Linked DNA regions of Zea mays: all the other regions are linked to region 2. The links are chromatin contacts, called in public Hi-C maps. All regions are on one chromosome and are shown on one strand. Each heading gives the region's core, a stretch centred on a gene start, on an enhancer-like site or on the middle of the called end of the contact. The rest is flanking DNA. Distances are from core to core; before and after follow the strand shown. Region 1 holds the start of LOC100275692. Region 2 holds the start of LOC103635349 (protein SUPPRESSOR OF PHYA-105 1). Region 3 holds the start of LOC103637015 (probable protein phosphatase 2C 12).

Evidence for each region. A called contact is a pair of places that touch in the nucleus more often than the background predicts.
Region 1: a contact with region 2 is called in a Hi-C map of leaf, with 5 times the contacts expected there. The contact joins the promoter of LOC100275692 here to the promoter of LOC103635349 in region 2. A contact is called at or near these places in 6 of 25 Hi-C or Micro-C datasets (bundle sheath, ear, leaf and 1 more).
Region 3: a Hi-C map of leaf shows a contact between it and region 2, with 7 times the contacts expected there. The contact joins the promoter of LOC103637015 here to the promoter of LOC103635349 in region 2. A contact is called at or near these places in 7 of 25 Hi-C or Micro-C datasets (bundle sheath, ear, leaf and 1 more).

The regions. Positions count from the first base shown.
Region 1 is chr8:73,293,267-73,297,323 of Zm-B73-REFERENCE-NAM-5.0, reverse strand. It overlaps LOC100275692, which reads right to left and starts at 2,267. Exons shown (of 1, transcript NM_001149718.2): 1 at 1,098-2,267. The coding sequence starts at 2,213. The coding sequence ends at 1,335.
Region 2 is chr8:73,511,500-73,515,686 of Zm-B73-REFERENCE-NAM-5.0, reverse strand. It overlaps LOC103635349 (protein SUPPRESSOR OF PHYA-105 1), which reads left to right and starts at 2,230. Exons shown (of 7, transcript XM_008657827.3): 1 at 2,230-4,187. The coding sequence starts at 2,641.
Region 3 is chr8:73,726,834-73,731,192 of Zm-B73-REFERENCE-NAM-5.0, reverse strand. It overlaps LOC103637015 (probable protein phosphatase 2C 12), which reads left to right and starts at 2,851. Exons shown (of 4, transcript XM_008659294.2): 1 at 2,851-2,887; 2 at 2,890-2,931; 3 at 2,934-3,071; 4 at 3,272-3,762. The coding sequence starts at 2,851. The coding sequence ends at 3,762.

The sequences.
Region 1 (4,057 bases), core at 1,018-3,517, 220 kb after region 2:
GACAGAGCTGTTTGGGTACAAGTATTAAACTTTAGCACCACATTTCTATTGGCCACCCATCAGATGACCATCCATCGCGTCTGCCAAAGTTCCGCAGCTCGATCTTGTCTTCTTCGCTACACATATCGACCCATGCATCTCTCTCTCGTTCGGCACTCGGCAGGCGGTTTCCATCCACCGACCCAGAGCCTCTACTCCGAGGCTGCGTGCCGCGACGAACAGAGGAGCAAACCTGCAACTGATCTGATCAAGAACACTGCACACAGGTAGGAGGCCGTCTAGGACAGACAGGCACAGGCTCGCGCGCGCGCCATCGTTTTTGGGTCGCGTGACGGGTCCGCGTCTGGCATTAACGTCCGGCGGCCGGGCTTGTAGCCTTCGATAGCCACCACACTGCTGTAGCTGCAGGCTTCGGCTTCCTAATCACGCCGCCGGCCGTGGCCGTCCCCCGGGCCACCACTAGATTAATGGCGGCGTTTGAGAGCCACGCATTCGGATCCCTCGCTCTCGTCAGCGGCTACTGCTAGCGCTAGCTACGTCCTAGTCCGAGCGCTGCTTGACTGCTTCGTTCGGTCGACCTCGGCCGCCGCCTGCGTAGCGTAGCTGAGGCCACCGATCGAGGGACGGCCGGCCGGAGACGATCGACTCATCGGCATCGCCGGCTAACCAGCTTGCGACATGAGCGACCAACGAGGGTTAATTGCTTGTTTGGTGTAGCACGCTGCACGGGCCACCATGGAAAACGACTCCAACTAGCTTCATATTAAAAAAAAAAACAAAGAGAGTAGTATGCCGAGGAAACTGAGACCGGATAGAGTCGCTTATAAGTTGGGGCGCCGTCGGCTATTTATGCGCCATTTTTCTCAGTGGTGGTTAAGCAGTCTAGTCACCTCTGAGATTTTCGTACTGCAATACGTCGTCAGGCAACTAACAGCAGGTCAAGCTAGGACACACGACGAGTATGTATGTAGTCATGGAGCAGACAGGTAGAGAGCATCGCTACGCTAGCAGCTAGCTACCAACTCGGATCAATCAAAACAAACAAGTCCAAGAGCATTGTCTGACACGGCCTTTTCCATTCCTTCTGAACAGCCTACTGGCATGCATAATCCAAATGTATATACACACATATGCATGTACCACACCTTCCTCTACAAGCAAAACATGCATGAAGCAAAACCTAGGAGGGAAATGTGCTGGGTAATGGATGGACTGCACGGCTGACCGGCTATGACAAGTATAAGCTGCCATCGAGCCCACTGCAGTACGCCAGTAAACTGATGATGGTCAAACCATTACCTCTGGGTGTACAGTACAATAGTGCATATATCATATCAGAACGGGAGGTAGCTCCGGCGGAACACGGCGGCGTTGGCGAACAGCCCGACGAGGTCCCGCTTGTACGGCAGGAACGACCTGCGGCGCGCGCCGCCACCGGACTTATTGTCGTTGACGTAGCAGCTCCAGGCGTGGGGGGCACCGGCAGTGGCACCACCTCCGGGCGCGGCGACGCCTCGCCCATTCTGGCTCCGGCGCCCAGAAGAGCCACCGCCGGCACTCAAGAAGACGAACTTCTCCTTGCCGTCGCTCTGGCTCCGCCCGACGGCGAGCCGGGGCCGCCACCGGAGCACGGACCCCGTGGAGCCGCTCTTCTTGCACCGCGCCGGCGACGCCGCCGCCGCCGACCACCCGGGCGACCACGGGCAGAACGTCTCCGCCGGCACCGAGTCGTCGTCGTCGTCCGCGGGAGCTGGCAGCGGTGCCGGTGCCGGATCCCTCCTCCTGTCCACCGCCAGATGCCGTCCTAGCGGCACCCGCGCGGTGGCCGTGTCCGGCTCCGGCTCCGGCTCCGCTGGATCAGCAACCCGCGGCGGGGACCTCGGGCGCCCGAAGACTGGGTACAGCAGCGGCGGCCCCACGAATCCGCCGCCGGCGCCTGCAGGTAGTAGACGGGGAGGCGGATGGGCGGCGGCGAAGGTGAAGTCGTCGTCGCCGTCGTCCAACATCGTAGCGCTCCTGGGCTCCCGCATGTCGTCGCTACTGCTCGCGTCCGGTCCCCGTGCTCGGACGCCGACGACGCAGCAGCGTTTGGTCCCCATGCATAGTCGTGAGGGTGCGGTGGCTGGGACGCTCCTCGGCGCCGGCCGGGGCTTGTTTTTATACGCGGCGGATGGCGGCATGGCGCTCGATCGCGTCGAGGCGCCGGATGCCATCGGCTGATGGCACGCATAATCCAGGCCGCTGAATCGCTGGTCGCGGCATCGGACAACCTTAATTTAGGTGTGTGCGCGTGCGTTACGTACGTTATCCTTCTCGCCGATGGCCTGACAGTGGTTATAGGGAACCGGGGTCGTTTTGGATCAGGTTTTGAAGCGAGATACTGACGTCTCTTCCTAACGTTACTTAACTGGAGTGCCATGTAGAGTTACTGCGCGCGACATATAGTATATTATAAGCCCGGGCTTACAATAACTAATGAAAATATTGGCCCAACCGTGCCATCCGGTTCAGCCGAATCAGGTGAGCGGCTATAAAAACAACTCAGACCGCCAGAGATTAGATTTTAGGGGCGGTGACGGTTCCCTCGGGCGTGCGAGCGATGGAGACGGTTCCCTCGGACGTGAGCGGCGGCGATCCCGAGGCCAGCAGCGGTGCCGCCCCGAGACGGGCGACCGGCGGCGCGCCCTAGGCCCAGTGGCGATGGCGGTTGTGCGATAGACTTCGACAATCCTAGTGGTGGCCATGGAAGACGTGGATCGCTCCGGCGGACGCGCAAGGTGCGGTCGTCTCTAGCGATGGCAGCCACGCGAGGCGTGGGTGGCTCTGGCGTCCTTCGATCTGGTGGCTTCGGCCACGTCCTTTGATCTAGCGGCATCGTGATTGTCCTACGGCGCGGCAACGAACTATCCGATCCATGTTTATGTCATCGATGATTATGTTTTATGTCTTTTATTTATACTATTTATACATTCCAGTGATGATTTTTACGACGATGAATACCATTTTTACGTCTACCATAAAATTGTCCATAATTCCCGCGGAGGCTCCTAGTTGAATCGATATTATATTTTCTTATCAATTATACTACATGTTATATGTATTTATGCGACTTTATATAAGAATTTATGCTCTGCATTAATTATGTCATCTTTTTTTTCATGTGTGTAATGGAAACGAAAATATCATCTAAAATTTATGCGCATGCAATGGAAACTCTCACGATCTGCCATAATTTTTGGATTTGTATAAAAATAGAAACTGCATGCATTCGACTCCTATAATTTTTGGATCCACTAAAAATAGGATCGTGAATATAACGCACCAGAGTTATCAACCTCTCTCACATGGCTCAGTAATTATGCTCATAGTTGAGGGGTTTTACGTTCAAAACTTAAGGTTTTTACGCTCGAATCTAGAGATATGTCTACCCGTTTACCACATTGCAATTTTTATGCAGCGTTCCGTATTGCATAATTATCAATACAGTGTAGCATAATTAGTATCAGTATATATCATAAACTGGTTGTAACGAGCATAGCTGCATGGTTGTTAGACCAATCTTATATTTATGTAGGAAATATAACATTTAAAATTAATATTTTATTATTTCCATGCATGCTTATCAATTTCCATTCATCACACGTTACTGTCATCCTAAATTTATGCACATGTAGTAGGAAACAGATTTTTACGTAGTGTACCGAATTGTATAAATACATATACCGTATAACATAATTAATATTAGCAATTATCACAAACTGCTTCTAACGAGCCTAGTTGCATGATTGTTCTAGTGATCCTTTATTTATGGAGTCATCCAATTTGTGCGTGCATGCAATGAAAACTCTCACGATTTGCCATAATTATGGGATCTACCATAAAAATAGAATATGTATGCATGCGCCTGCGCATGTGCACGCGGTCCAGTGGCTGGGCGGGTTTTTTATGCTATTTCTGTGAAATATTTACACAAAAAAAACAAAACCTTAATTTATTGCTTGCGTCCCGTGCTGGAGATTGGTTGTTGGATCGGGAGTTTGACTTACACGTGGGGGCA
Region 2 (4,187 bases), core at 981-3,480:
ATTGGTTTTCTGGGACAGAACCTTGTGTTCGCTGAGCTGGTCTTCCCACGTAGACAATCTACGTGCTGTGAGTTGTTCGTTGTCTCACTTTTTTTACTGTTTAATTTTGTGCAATCTGCTAGTATTAAATACTTGGGTGTGATTGCACTGTTGTGGACGGATTTGTGTGCTCGATGATGATAGCGGTGTAGTTTGACAACGTGAGAGTCTGGGTTTTAGTGTATTATCATTTTCAGCATTGATATTATTTGTGCCTAATTAAATCTCTCTTTGTTGAGGCTGTTAACCTATGTTAAATTCAGTTATTTTATTTAGTACACAGCTCCTTACTATCAGCATTTATACTTGATTATTAGGCTTATTACATCAGATCTAAAACCCTGATTTGGTAAGATAGGACTGTCACGTTAGTCGAGGATCTCTTTTCACCTTTTAGCGTTGGAGGGCTGTTTATTACAGCAACCAGCTATTTTGAGAGCAATATTTTAAGATAAACAATCATGTTTATTTGTTTAATCTGCCTTCTTCATCTGCAAGCCATGTTTAATTATGAAATGGACATGAGCAGCTATTTTACATGTTTACATGTTCTAGAATTGCTACTATTCATTGCTGCAATAATTACATATGGCATTTATCCGAGTTATATGCTTGTTTTATTCGGAATTAGAATATTTAATTTATTTAAATATAAAGGAAGCATGTCACTTGTTTCTCTAATATTACAACAGTGTTTGGTTAGAAATAATTGGAAAGAAGTTATCCACGTATCCGAACCATAATTAGGCTATTTTTCTTTTAGTGCTCTCAAAACTTTTCCTCTCGCCTTTCTCTCTTTCTCATTTTAGTGATATCTTGTTGTGTTTTAATTCTAGTCTACCACAACTTATTTGGACTAAAAGGCTATGATGATATTCACGTTTATCGTTCAACATATGATATACTTTAAGTATGATTTTGAAATTTCCATTTTAGTACTATTATTAATTTTGTTAGTGATATCGTCTAGCCTACTATATATTTTAAATATAGCTTTCAATTTTTAATTTTCGTATCAAACTTAATTTTAAAAAGTTAAACAGATTATATATTGCCTTTCCACGAGTGGGTGGTGGCTGGTTGCCCCGGCACCACAGACACAGAACCCGCACCGAGCTACAGGATTCCTGGCCGAAACATATGATATACTTTAAGTATGATTTTGAAATTTCCATTTTAGTACTATTATTAATTTTGTTAGTGATATCGTCTAGCCTACTATATATTTTAAATATAGCTTTCAATTTTTAATTTTCGTATCAAACTTAATTTTAAAAAGTTAAACGGATTATATATTGCCTTTCCACGAGTGGGTGGTGGCTGGTTGCCCCGGCACCACAGACACAGAACCCGCACCGAGCTACAGGATTCCTGGCCGAAACAAGCGGCCAGGGTTGCAACAGGCTGCCACGCGCGAAAGAAAGCAAAAAGCAGAGCTCGTTTCCCCACCCATGAGCGACTGCCGAGCCGACTACTCGACTTCCTCCTCGCCCTTCCTTCCACCGCTTCCCTCCCTTCCCTTCCATCCAGCACGCCACGCTCGCCCGCAAGTCGCAACTCGCAAGGGGTAGCGCAGAGGCGGGTCGGACGGAGAGAGAGAGAGAGAGAGAGAGAGAGAGAGAGAGAGAGAGAGAGAGAGAGAGAGAGAGAGAGAGAGAGAGAGAGAGAGAGAGAGAGAGAGAGAGAGAGAGAGAGAGAGAGAGAGAGAGAGAGAGAGAGAGAGAGAGAGAGAGAGAGAGAGAGAGAGAGAGAGAGAGAGAGAGAGAGAGAGAGAGAGAGAGAGAGAGAGAGAGAGAGAGAGAGAGAGAGAGAGAGAGAGAGAGAGAGAGAGAGAGAGAGAGAGAGAGAGAGAGAGAGAGAGAGAGAGAGAGAGAGAGAGAGAGAGAGAGAGAGAGAGAGAGAGAGAGAGAGAGAGAGAGAGAGAGAGAGAGAGAGAGAGAGAGAGAGAGAGAGAGAGAGAGAGAGAGAGAGAGAGAGAGAGAGAGAGAGAGAGAGAGAGAGAGAGAGAGAGAGAGAGAGAGAGAGAGAGAGAGAGAGAGAGAGAGAGAGAGAGAGAGAGAGAGAGAGAGAGAGAGAGAGAGAGAGAGAGAGAGAGAGAGAGAGAGAGAGAGAGAGAGAGAGAGAGAGAGAGAGAGAGAGAGAGAGAGAGAGAGAGAGAGAGAGAGAGAGAGAGAGAGAGAGAGAGAGAGAGAGAGAGAGAGAGAGAGAGAGAGAGAGAGAGAGAGAGAGAGAGAGAGAGAGAGAGAGAGCCTAGTCGACTTTCCGTTTCGGGAAATTCCCGTGCCGCTGCTCGCCGCGGCGAGTGTCGCCCTTTGGATCGGGCGAATCATCCTGACCCGCGCCCCGGAACCGCAGCCAATCGGTCGCGGGAGGGGGGGCTCGTGGCGGCGCTGCGCGCGAGGATGCGCCGCGCGGGCGGCTCGCTTCTGCTGGCCTGCTGCGCCCGCGCGCGCGCGCCCGCCGCGAGGTACGAGCGCATGACTCCCCGCCGCTGAACTGAATCGGTCCTGGGCTGGTTTTCGGCTTTTGCGCGACTGGGCCCGTGCGCCGTGACCTTATTGCGCGGGCGCCGCGCGGTTTGCGCAGGGTAGGTTTGGTGCGATGGAAGGGGCGGCGGCGGCGGAGGTGGGCGGCGGCGGCGAGGATGTGCAGATCAAGGGCGCCAAGGAGAGTGGGCAGCCCGCGGCGGCGGCGCAGCAGCCGCCGCCGCTGCCGTCCGGCAGCGAGGCGCTGGAGATGCCGGCCACGCCGCTTCCGCGGGACATGGACTGGTCCGAGCACTTCTCCTTCTTCACCTCGCCGGGCGGGTTCGCGGGCAGCTCGGACGGCGCGAGGGGCCTCGCCAGCGTCGGCCTGTCCAACTCCGAGTCCAGGCCGGACAGCGTGACGCAGCGCGGCGTGGACCACGGCGCGGAAGAGAGGGTGGAGGAGCTCACATTGAAGAACTGCATTAGCGCTGATGCTGCCCAGCCCGAAGCCTCTGCTGGTGGGAGCACGAGCGGTGGGGATAGGCCTGCTGTTATTAAGGGCCTGTGGGGTAACTTCACACGGATGGCCCGGAGAACCAGCTATTTGGCCAGCAGGGAAAACGCCGCACTGAGCTATGGCGACATTGCAAGCTCGAGGGCTGGTGATGCTTCTAGCAGGGAAAATCTGGCGACGAGCCTTGCCAACAATATCATCTCAAGGAACAACGATGTGTCTGGCAATGAGGCACCTACGAGTCGTGTCGGATATGTGAATAATGAGTTCAAGACGCCATTTCACAGCCAGCAGATTCTCTTGTCCCCTTGGTCTAATCAGGACAACGCTCTTAAAGTAAGCAGCTTCTCGAATAGGATTCTTGATCAGATGAGAAGTAAGACTGTGGCACCCCCATCTGGGGTTCTAGGGTCACCGCTTAAAAGCAAATCAAAAGGTAAAGGGGTTGCATACCAACGTGCACGGGAGGAGATCCGAGTGCAAGCTAATGCAAGACCCAGAGACCCTCTGGACAAGATCCCGACAATTCCTACCTCAATTCATGATTCTGTGGCCAGAGTGGACATGCTTTTCAGTACTAGTGGAGATGTTTCAAAATCCCACTCTGAGGGAACTAGCCTGAGGGAACTGATTAAGCCTGGGCGGCAAACGATGTCCAAGTTTGAGAAATTGCATTTGTTTAAGCAGATCCTTGATCTTGTGGATAACTGTCATGCACAGGGTTTTACTTTACAACATTTGCGACCATCATATTTTACGATCCTATCTTCAAATCAAGTTAAATATATCGGTTCTTATACCACACAAGATTTGCCAACATCAATCAAACAAGAGTTTGCTAGAGAAGATCTTGTGAGTAGAAAAAGAGCTTTTGGCCATAGAATTGATTACCAAGACTCTAATGGCCATGGAAATTTGATGCTGAAGCATCAAAAGGTTGGTGAGCAAGGCTTAGTTGCTGTCAGGCGGCTGGCAAATACATTTTTGACTGACAAAATACGCGACAATCAAATTGAAGATAACGATCCAGGTATTTCAAGGCAAGAAAATTTTAGTTACACTACCAGAGAACATTTTAAGTTCGTCGAATCATATGGCAGCAATATGTCCAGTGCTCAGCATGTATCTAGTTCTGGAACCCAACAACCAGCATTTGAATTGAGGAA
Region 3 (4,359 bases), core at 1,602-4,101, 210 kb before region 2:
GAAGGATCACTAGAAGGTAAAAGAGAGAGGGACTGTCTTTAAAAGATACATAATGTTTATATATACCTAAATATTGCTATATTTTTTGTGCAGCCGACTTGCGTTCTTGTTAGGAAAGGGCAGCTCTTCCCAGGCAAGTACCACAAGTCCTGTGAGGATTCTAGCTACGTCAAGTCCAAAAAAGATGACTTCACAGAGGAGGCTATACAGTGGATGAATGATATTTTAATGATTTGTGAAGTCTTTATTTTGCTGAGATGTGAACCTTTCTGATGTAAACTCATGACCTCTTTGTGCTGAGATGTGAATCATGATATTGTTATGATTATTTATTATTTGTGGCTATTTAATATTTATGAGATGAATCCATTTATTTTGATATTGTTGTTGTCCTCTATGATGTTCATGCTACTGTAAGTGTCGAGCTATTCGCGTACAGGTGAGTTGTTCGCTGTCGAGCTGTTCGAATCCAATGACCAACACATGCTCAATAAAGAAAATACCAAACGAATTACTAGAACTTAACATCGCTCTCTTGCACGGTGTTGCAGAGGTCAAACTAAACAAGGGAGCGCTAAGCTGAACGAGGGAAAGTAGGAACCTAGGGACAGGTAGGGGCAATTTTGACTTTTAGATGTTAAATACATGAAAACAAATTATAAAAAGGAACAATACACGTTAAATGGTAGTATAATTAATTAGAATATATTTATAGTCCTTTTTACGAAGAAAATCTTTCGAATGACATTTGTGAGAAGCGCAATATTTAGAGTCCAAATATGCAATTATGTCGAGAGCAATGGGAGCCACCTAAACCCGGCAGACCACCTGCGCCGCGCCGCCCAGCCGTGCCGTGCCCTTGCGCACGGCGGTTACCCGCAGCGACCGTTAGCAAAGGCTATGGCATAGGGCGCACCCGCCGCAGCACGAGGCGATGGGCGCCAAGGAGCGCGGCGGTGGTGCGGTGCGGGCTGTTGCACGTGGAGCCGTGGGCGCCGACAATGGACTCCCAGAGCGTGGCCTCTCAGTTCTTCGCCGTTTCGCTCTTCCCCTACCTCGGCTTCCTCTACTTCATGACCAGGTCCAAGACCGCGCCCGGGCTCACGCTCTTTCGGTTTCATTCTTCCTCCTAGCCTTCGTCGGCGCCACCAGTACGCGTTACTTCTCCGATCCCCCCGTCCCTACTCTAGTTTCGCATGCCAGCGTTTGGCCAAATCAATGTAGTGTTGTGTAGTAATTCCTCATACCTTGGCTGCACCTGCCATGCAAATGAGATGGTAATGCACAAGTTGTGCTTTTGCCGATTGCCATCGGTAGATCACTAGTAACTACTGTGTAGTATTGTAGTAGTAATGTGCTTATAACTTGGATCTATTATTCTGACAAGTGCACTCCAACATACAAGGTTGCGATTTTAGTATATCAGTACTTAGCTTGTCTACATAAACGTACATTAAAGTCTAATGCACAGGCCTTTTGTGTGCACGATTCAGAGAAGTTATATGAAACTGTGACTGTGAGGGCAATTATGTGTCTATCAGGTACATTTGCTAAGCTCCACTTCTACCGTTCGACGGTTAGATCATTGTGAAGATGTTAGTGTGTATATGTTTCACTACTAAATTATATAAGTTGAATTATGGTGAAAGGGTAAAGAAGGTACAATATTACTTTGGAACCATAAGTTGAAATAAGCTAGCGTTTGGTAGCTTATTTCAGCTTATCTGTGATCCAAAAAATAATATTTTACTTTCCCATAATCGAACTTATATGATCTAGTAAGGAAACAAACAGGGCCTTTCAGATTAGTGGTTGAATACTAGGTGGAATAGATAATTTAAAAGCAACTGAACATCTCAGTGGCTTGCTCATATATGATCACATGGGCTTTTGCTCCAGTATACCTCTTTTAGAAAGGTTTGCAGACCCCAAAGCAAAATATTTAAGATCAGGTGCTGCTATTGTTGCTTAGCTTCAACTTTTTTAGTGAAAGACATGCATTCATACAAACCTCAGTAACAAAATAAAGATACCAGTAGTGTTACATATGGACCAATTGAAAGCAATAAACAGTGAGTATTAGGATTCTGCAGAGGACCAATCTGGAACCTTTTTTCTTGTTCTTGAGGTTACAACATGATAAAAATACCAGCAGCCTGCACCAATTCAAGCGAATAAACAGTGAGTATTGGGGCAATCAGCAGACTAACCTTTAACTTTCTTATTCCTGAGGTTACAGATAAAAAATGCCAGTAGTCTGAAAACGTACTAATGGAAACCAATGTTATCGACCTTTTCATTATTGGGAACAGTGTTTGCTTTGTGGCCAATTAGATGGCGAGGCTGGGAGAAGTCGCGCATAAGAGATTTTCTATGCAGCTTTAACAACAGAGAGACGCATAGCTAGCTCTGAAGTTCTACAGAAGGAAGCAATCTGAAACTGAATTAGTTGAATGATGATTAGAGTTTACGGACATTTCGTTCCAAGGTCACAGTGACCCTCCCTCGCAAGTCGTCTGACATTTTGAATTTTTTAGATGCTGTAACTGTAGTTCCTGTGCACAGCCCTCTTGAGTTTAGTGATGTTCCGTTTCTGACTACTTAGCTGTCTAGCGGAGCATTATGCCAGTGCCATTAAAAGACAGTGCCATTAATGTTCCGTTTCTGACTACTTAGCTTGGCTCGCCAATTTAGCCGTCTTCTTCAAGATAGGAACATGCCCGTGTGATGCCACGGAACACAAATTGCGACCCTCCACGGTACAGAGATTTGTTTGTTCGGGTTAAAAAAATATTTAATCCCTTCAAAAAAATTTACTCCACCAACTGTACTTCATTTTTCCTTGCATCGATGGTACAGAGATTTCTCTGCTGGTCTTTCTTCCTCGCGGGGGTAACGCCGCGGTCCTTGCCCAGGCGCTTGACCTGGGGCTGAACTGGGAGGTCAAGAAATTCTAGGAACTGTCCTACCAATTACCAGTACGAAAAAAATCACAGCAGCCACCCACCACCAATTCACCGTACGGTTGGATAAATACACATCAACCACAACCAATTCACCGTACTACAGTGGGAGTAAATAGACAGCAGCCACAACCAATTCACCGTACAGTTGGGGTGGAAAGATCGCGATGATTCCTGTTTCGGATTTCCTCGCCGTTTTTTTGTTGGGGTTTGCTACGACGGCGAAACAACCCAAGAGTTTTAATTTGTCGACGTCGTACGGACCGTCGGTGGCTAGCATCCTGGATCCTGATTCATCTGTCGTCTCCAGGGATTCGGCATGGAGGACGGCGTGTTCGACGGGCACGGCCGCTGCGGGCAGCTGGTCAGCAAGCTGGCGAGGGACCACCTCCCCTTCATGATCCTGAGCCAGCGGAACGCGCTGCTCCTAGGCTCCGACGGCGACGGCGACAGGGACGGCCCGGCCTTCAGCGACGCGTCGCCCACGGCGTTGTCGTCCACGGACGGCAGCCGCAGCGGGCGGTCGTCGCTGGCGCCGGCGCAGATGCTGGAGGTGTGGCGGGAGGCCTGCGCCAACGCGTTCGAGACCATGGACAGGGAGCTCGGGGTCCAAGCCAGGGTGGACTGTGACTTCAGCGGCACCATGTCCGTGTGCGCCACCAAGCAGGGGGAGGACCTCATCGTCGCCAACCTCGGTGACTCCAGGGCCGTGCTGGCGACCGTGTCGGAGACGTGCTACCTGAAGGCCGTGCAGCTCACCATCGACCAGAAGCCCAACGTGCCTCGTGAGTCCTCCTGATCCATCACTGGATTGAACATGCGGGATCGGATCCCTGTTGGACGACGGGCGCTAGGCGCGAGCGAGGATCCCGCATGGTTGTTGGACGGAGGCGGCTGCGCGCATGGCAGGGATGGAGGCGGGGGCGGGAGCGAGGCATGCTGGGGCGGGAGCGGGAGCGAGGCTTGCGGGGGTGCGAGGATGGATGGCAGATGAGGCATGCGGGGGCGGATCCGGCGCTAGGCGCGAGCGAGGATGGCATCGCAATCGGACGGTGGGGATGGAGACGGGGGCATGGTTGTGCCTAGTCTACAGTATCGTCTTAAGGATTAGTAGAGATTTGGATCATAAACTCAGCAGTCTCTGAAGCTTCTCAAGACGTAAAAGATAAAAGGTCTGTCAGTACCTACCCCTCTGAACCCTGACGGCGCATTCGGTAATTAGGGGTGAGCATGTGTTTCTTCTTCTGCTCAACTAGCTAGTAATGATGTTTTTGGGTATAAAGAAATCTGGGGAAATGTACTGTGTGCATATATTAATGCTGATATATAAAAGAGGATGATGTATCTACTGCAGTTCTGTGTAGTTGCAGTGTGCAGCTTGCAACAGGCAATGGTA